2 separate regions of the Pan troglodytes genome follow, and region 1 is linked to region 2. The links are chromatin contacts, called in public Hi-C maps. All regions are on one chromosome and are shown on one strand. Each heading gives the region's core, a stretch centred on a gene start, on an enhancer-like site or on the middle of the called end of the contact. The rest is flanking DNA. Distances are from core to core; before and after follow the strand shown.

Region 1 (3,389 bases), core at 438-2,937, 89 kb after region 2:
TTTTCAAGGAAAAACATATTTTATGACTTGAGTTTATCTGTCTAGTGACTTTGCAGCTGCACAGCTAGAGAAACAGGATCTTCACAACGCCTGGGAAAGGGAGAGATAAGGCTCACTAGCCACAGACAGAAAAACAGGCAGTTAATTTTTAAAGGACTCTACCTCTTTCTCCTCCTCAGGGGGAACTGGGTTTTCTTACATACAACTGAGTTTTTGCTTACACATTCTTTAATTCCTGTTCCAACTGTACTAGGCATTATGGAAGATTCACACACCCTATCTTGTTGCCAAGAAACATAATTTCTAGCAGGATAAATAAGTACATAAATAGCTATAAGATACAAAGAGACAAATCCTACAAGAGAAATATTGAAAACCTGTTATATGAATTTGCAAGAGGATGTGCTTATGTCAGTTTGGCTAAAGAAAATTTCATGAAGGAGGTAGCATTGGAGGGGTGGCTTGGAAGGTAGAATTTGGAGTGAAGAGATGGAAACAAGAATATTTGAGAGAGAACTGTGTGAATAAAAGCAGTGATGTGAAGGTGTAGTACAGGCATGGAAATTGTGAATACTAAAATTTGGCAAAACTCTAATGTATTGATTCTGAACTCTGCTTTGGGGTGCTGAAAGGCAGTGAAGCTATTGTAGTGGTTCCCCAAACTACTGGCCAACTACAAAAAGGAATGAAAAATGTCTTGAATGTATATGTACAACAATTCAAAACACATACAACCACTTTTTATTACAACATAAATCCATTAAAAATCATTACTGAATTCCCAATTTGTTATGTATTTTCTAAATCAGCAAATACCAAGGGTATAACTACTATAGTGAGCTAGTCCAACAAATTTTTTGGTGTTAAAAAAGGAGTGCTGTATGTCAAAAAGGTTGGTGGGTTTTGGAGTTAGACAAACCTTGATCTTAAACTCTGTCACTATTAATTAGTTGTGTGGGACTGGGCAACTCTGAGTTTGGTCCTTCATCTCTAGAGCGGTGGTTATAAAACCAACCTTGCGTTTTTTGACAATTAGAGAAATATATGGCATGTTTTAGATGCTCAGCAAGTGCGAAGTATCACAAAACGAAAAGCTGAGGTCAAATCAGAGTCCACCTTGAACACCAAGCTAAGGAACTGGTACTTTTTCTTTGAGCACATAGTTACAGAAGGTTTTGTCTGAGTGACAGGAAAATCAATAAATAAGTTAGAAGGTGATTGCATTGGTCTAGGTGAGGCATTATGAGGCACTGGCACTGAATTTCTGGGATATTTCAGACTATTAACTATAGGACTCCACATCTACTTGTATATGAGGAATGTGAGATTAAAAAAAAAAGGTCGCTATTTTGATCTAACTGTGCTGTTAACAACAATAAAAAGTCAACAGAGATGTAAAGGTCAGTTTTGGACATTTTGAGTTTAAACTACAATTATCGTGGCTGAAAAAGCAGCAAACATGATGTCTGTTGAAAACAAGGCTTTAGGAATTTTGCTCATTCTTTAAAAACCTACGAATTTTAAAAATCAAACTTTAAAAAACTTAAAAAAAAAAAAACGGCAGCGTAATACAATATTTGGACACGCTATACTATGGGCTTTGAAGAACGCCTGTCCAGAACACCCAACAAGCTCCATTATGTCAAACGCTCCCGCGCCTCTGTGATGTCACCACGACGCGCTGGGCGCTCTGCGCCTTGGCAGACGTCGTGCGTCATTACCAACGAGGCGCAGGGGTCAGGACGACTCTCGGCAGCGCCATTGCGCGCCCTCTAGTGGCAGCCGGTTTTCAGGCCGGCCTCCGGCTTTGAAGTTCCTCACCGCGTCTCCTTCCGTCTCCCCCAAGCCTGGATCACCGCCCAGCGTCAGGCGAGGGGCGACGTCTCGAGGTAAAACGGAGGAGGTGCGGGACGCGGAGACTGCGCGGGCCCGGTAGCGCTGGAGAGGCCGAGGCTCTAGGCCGCGAGGGGCGGGTGCAATGGCGGAGGAACAGGTGAACCGCAGCGCCGGCCTGGCCCCCGACTGTGAGGCCTCGGCGACTGCAGAAACTACGGTTTCCTCAGTGGGGACCTGTGAAGCCGCTGCCAAGTCACCAGAGCCCAAGGACTACGACAGCACCTGCGTGTTCTGCCGGATCGCGGGGCGGCAGGACCCGGGCACCGAACTCCTGCACTGCGAGGTGGGCGGCGACGCGCGGCCGGGGGTGGGTGAGGACCTGGCCGCCCCTCGGAGCTCCGGCAGGGAGGCCTCGCCGTTGTGGAGCGGGTGCAGAGGATCCCGATCGCTACTCAGCTCGCAGAGGCAGGGCCGCTCTGTGTGGATGGGGCTCGGGGAAGCTGGGGATACGCCCACTACGGGCCTTTCTGCGGGGTCCGGGTGCTGATGACAGACTCACTCCTAGGGGACGGACAGGCAGTGGCTCCAGCGGTATCTTTGCTGTTCCAAGGGGCAAAGAGTGAATGACAGGGCCGAATGCTTTGGCCTATGTTTGCAGGTACCCAGGTACTTGGTACAAATAACATTTTGTGGCCTCTGCTTTTATTACAAGGATTCTTCTCCACCTTCAAGATACTGATTTTAAATCCTGCACACTCTAATACCGATACTGATGAGAAAACTAGTAGAAAATAGGTAATGATAATTGTGGAAAGCTGTTCGTTAGATTGGCAGAAAATAGGCTGGAGGGAGTGGGTCTGAGGTCAAACTATTATTGAATTGCCTCTGAATTCCACTGTCAGTTGGGATGCGTGGACATTTTCAGAGCATGAAGACTTTGCCCAGATATTTTTAAGCGGATAATCTGGCACACACTTTATTCTGTTGGTTTTACTTGTCCATATAGAAACAACTTTTTGAGAGAATTAGCTCCAAAGATTGTGTCTTTTGTAGTAAACATTCCTTTATTTTTAAAAAAATAAATAGAATTCCTTCTAAGCACCTTGTTTTGGAGGTTTTTGAGCAAGATAAGGGACAGTCTGTGTCCCGATTTTACAATCTAAAGGGCGGAATGTATACAGAGGAGGTAGCCAGTTACAATGTCTCGTGCTGTGGTCAGGTGATTTTACAGTATTTTGTAAGCTTGTGGGAGGAGCATCTAACCCAGCTCTGAAGAATTAGGGAAGGCTTTCCAGAGGAAATGAGGCATGAAGAAATAAGTAGGAGTTGATCAGATGAGGAAATGGAGAGAATAATGTCCCAGGTGGAGAGACCCCCCGAGAGGTTCAGTTTGTGTGATAGAAAAACTAACAGAAATTGTCTAACTAGTGCATAGAGTTTGAGAGGATGAAAGGCGAGGCTGGAGAGGTAAACAAGGGACCAGATTATTAAGTGTGTTGGAAGTCATGTGAAGGAATTTTGTCTTTATCTGAAGAGCAAAGTGAAACTTCACA
Region 2 (2,903 bases), core at 139-2,638:
GTGCACATTGCAAAGTGCTTTTTCTGAATCACCTTATCAAATTCTTACGGTAACTCTTTGGGAATCCAGTAGTGTCTCCATTTTGTGCACTGGGAGACTGTCTTTAAGTTACTTCCCCAAGGTTACCTAGTGAGCAGATGGTAGACCAGGACTCTCATTCACAGTCCATCTGATGCCAAAACCTTCCTTCCAGCATTAAGTTACATGATATTTATGGGGAAATCCAGCCTCTTCTCATCTATAATGGTGCTTTTATTTTCACCAAATTTCTGTTTTTTGGTGATGTCACTGCAATGTTTTAATTGCTGTGGCTTTATAATCATGTGTTTCAACATCATTAGAGTGTGCTTACCCTCACTTCTCTTTGAAAAATAATTTTGGATAGTCTTATGTATTTGTGCTTCTAGATAAGCATGGTTTTCAATTTGGAAACTGTTCCTTTGCCATAAAAAATTATTTTTTATTTAAATTGCATTTAAACATGAATTTGAAAAAAGTGAAATATTTATTTAAAGATGAGATTTCCTACTTAGGAGTATTATATCCATTTAGACACTTCAGTTAAGCATTTTAATTTTCTTTATGTATATCTTGTCATTGTCTTGTTATATTTATTCCTAGATGTTATATAGTTTGATACCACTCTACCTGGGACTTTTCCAATTACGCTTCTGTTACAAAAATAAAAAATTATTATATCTGGCCACCTTAGTGAACAACTTTATGAATTTTTGACATTTTCATGATAATATTGGTTCTTTACACAGACAATTATGTTATCTGCTAATGACCACATTTTCATTTCTTCTCAGTATTTAAAACTTTTCATCTGTTGCTTTGACTAGATTTCAGAACAAAGTTGGGTATAAACCATAAATTGATATTGGTAATGTTTTACTTTAAAAAAAGTAACTTCTTTTCCTTTTGGTTTCTGATATAAGAGCTCATCTCAGTTTATACAGGTGTACTTTAGGAGAGGTTAGAATAGTGCTTAATTTCTCAAGAGACGTTGAGCATGTGGGTACCTGTAGTGCATTCGAGCACAGAGATTGCCTTGTGGTGCTGTGCAAGGTAGCCTCTGATGAATGGCAGGGATTCCCTCTTTATCCTGGAGTTTCCATTATGTTTGTAGTGTTGCTGCTTTTATCTCCACTACAAGGCTTTTTTCTTTATGACCTGAAATACTTGTGGTTTAGCCTCACATTAGGTTCGCCTCTATGTTGTAATTTAGTGCATACCACTAAATTGGTGGATAACGTGCCCAGAAACCTTAAACACTGTGCTAGAATTGCTGTTAGGCAATTTAGGCCTTTCCTAGCACAACTGGAACCAAAGAAAGGGGGTGGAGCTCATGCAGTGCCTGGGGGTATTTTTCCCTCTGCTCATCTGGAATCTTCCTTCCAGAAAGCTGGGGGTGGAGCCTCACCACTGCTGTGTTTCGGTAATAAGCCCGCTTCTATAGACCTGGAAGTGACATCGTGAAGTCATTCAGTTTTCATTCCTATGAAGAAATTCCTTTTCGTATATACTCTTTAGCGTTGCATTGCTTTTTCAGAAGCATATTTCTAGTGAATATCAAGAATAAATATTCATCATTAAAGAAGTTCACTCTATTCTTAGTTTTCTAACAGTTGGAATTTTTTTGTTCTTTTTAAAAATACAATAATGGCTGTTTAATTCGTCAAATGCTTTTTTAGCATGTATCAAAATGATCAGATTCTTTTTCTCCGTTAAACAATTTATAAAGCTTTATCATATTAATACTATATCCCTGCTGTATTTCTGGATGAAACCTTTTTGCTCATGGTTTATAATTGTTTTAACATACTACTCTATTCACATTGCTGTTTACTTGTGTTGACTACATTATTATAAATAACAATAGCATTTGTTAAGCATGTGCTCTGTGCCAGGCTCTGAGATGAACACTGTATGAATCAGCTTAATTTTCTCAGCATTTCATTTTACAGATAAACCGTTGCACAAAGATTTAGCTAACTTGATTAATATCACACGGCTATGAAAATGTGTCAGGGTTGCTAGTTAAACCCAGCTCATTTTGACCCCTAAACCAACCTGTGATCAGAAAGGTGTTTGATGACATAAGTGAGATGGTACATGACTTGATTTTATAATTAATACCATCAAACTGCTTCAGCAATCATAGTTGAATGGATCTGTTTCCATTATAGGGACATGCCTGTCATTGGAAACAGATTCTCCTGTTCATAAATCAGGGTACCCCTTTCTTTGAAAAATCTAGAGAGACACAGACAATTTTTGCCTCTTTGAATTCCCCTCATTTGGATGTCATAGAAACCATCCTCCCTCTTCAATAGAGTTACTGATGGTCCTGTGCTGTCAGCCTCCTGAACCCCATTCAGATGCTCTTATGATAGAAATAGATGGAGGAGAGAGCTGGTCGTTCATGGGTGAGTAAAGAAAGAAGGGGCACATAGTAAGTTTAAGCCCCATGCAGAACTGGTCCTGATATAATTTAAAAACCTGATAATTTTCCAAACTTCTGTCTGTGCTTGTTCAGATACTTGTTAATAACAGAAAAAAAGGCTACGTACTATCTTTTCTTCCCTTCCTATATCTAAGTAGAAATTATGGAATCAAGATCCAGAGAATTCACAGATGTCTGTACGGATTCTGTTTTCAAGCACAATAATGAATCATGTCCACTGTCCTGAGTTCACCCAGTCCCCAGGGGCCTGTGACAGGAGCCAGATGCTCCGGTTTGAAGGACATTATGTATTGACTTGTTCTTGCTGGTTTTTCTCAGAACCAGCATATCTGGCCAGTTCGTTTCTTGACACCCTCCCCAGTCTTCCCCCCACCAGCATACTCAATGTCCACATCTCACATCACTACTTTGGTACTCAAAAATCTCTTATTTG

What was found. Hi-C and Micro-C count contacts between places; a contact is called where the count stands out from the background.
Region 1: a Hi-C map of induced pluripotent stem cells shows a contact between it and region 2, with 1.8 times the contacts expected there. The contact joins the promoter of HINT3 here to the enhancer-like site in region 2. A contact is called at or near these places in 4 of 7 Hi-C or Micro-C datasets (induced pluripotent stem cells, a lymphoblastoid cell line and stem cell-derived neural progenitor cells) and 1 of 1 datasets of contacts at active chromatin or transcription factors (stem cell-derived excitatory neurons).

The regions. Positions count from the first base shown.
Region 1 is chr5:137,833,166-137,836,554 of NHGRI_mPanTro3-v2.0_pri, forward strand. It overlaps HINT3 (histidine triad nucleotide binding protein 3), which reads left to right and starts at 1,688. Exons shown (of 5, transcript XM_001165850.4): 1 at 1,688-2,179. The coding sequence starts at 1,979.
Region 2 is chr5:137,744,598-137,747,500 of NHGRI_mPanTro3-v2.0_pri, forward strand. The region is part of intron 3 of NCOA7 (nuclear receptor coactivator 7); the gene reads left to right. Among named protein-coding and RNA genes, the nearest start is that of HINT3, 89 kb to the right of the region's middle. Within about 2 kb of position 1,389, at least 7 of the 24 cell types and tissues checked have an H3K27ac peak or open chromatin away from gene starts, as enhancers often do. A contact at or near this core is called in induced pluripotent stem cells, where this site is marked.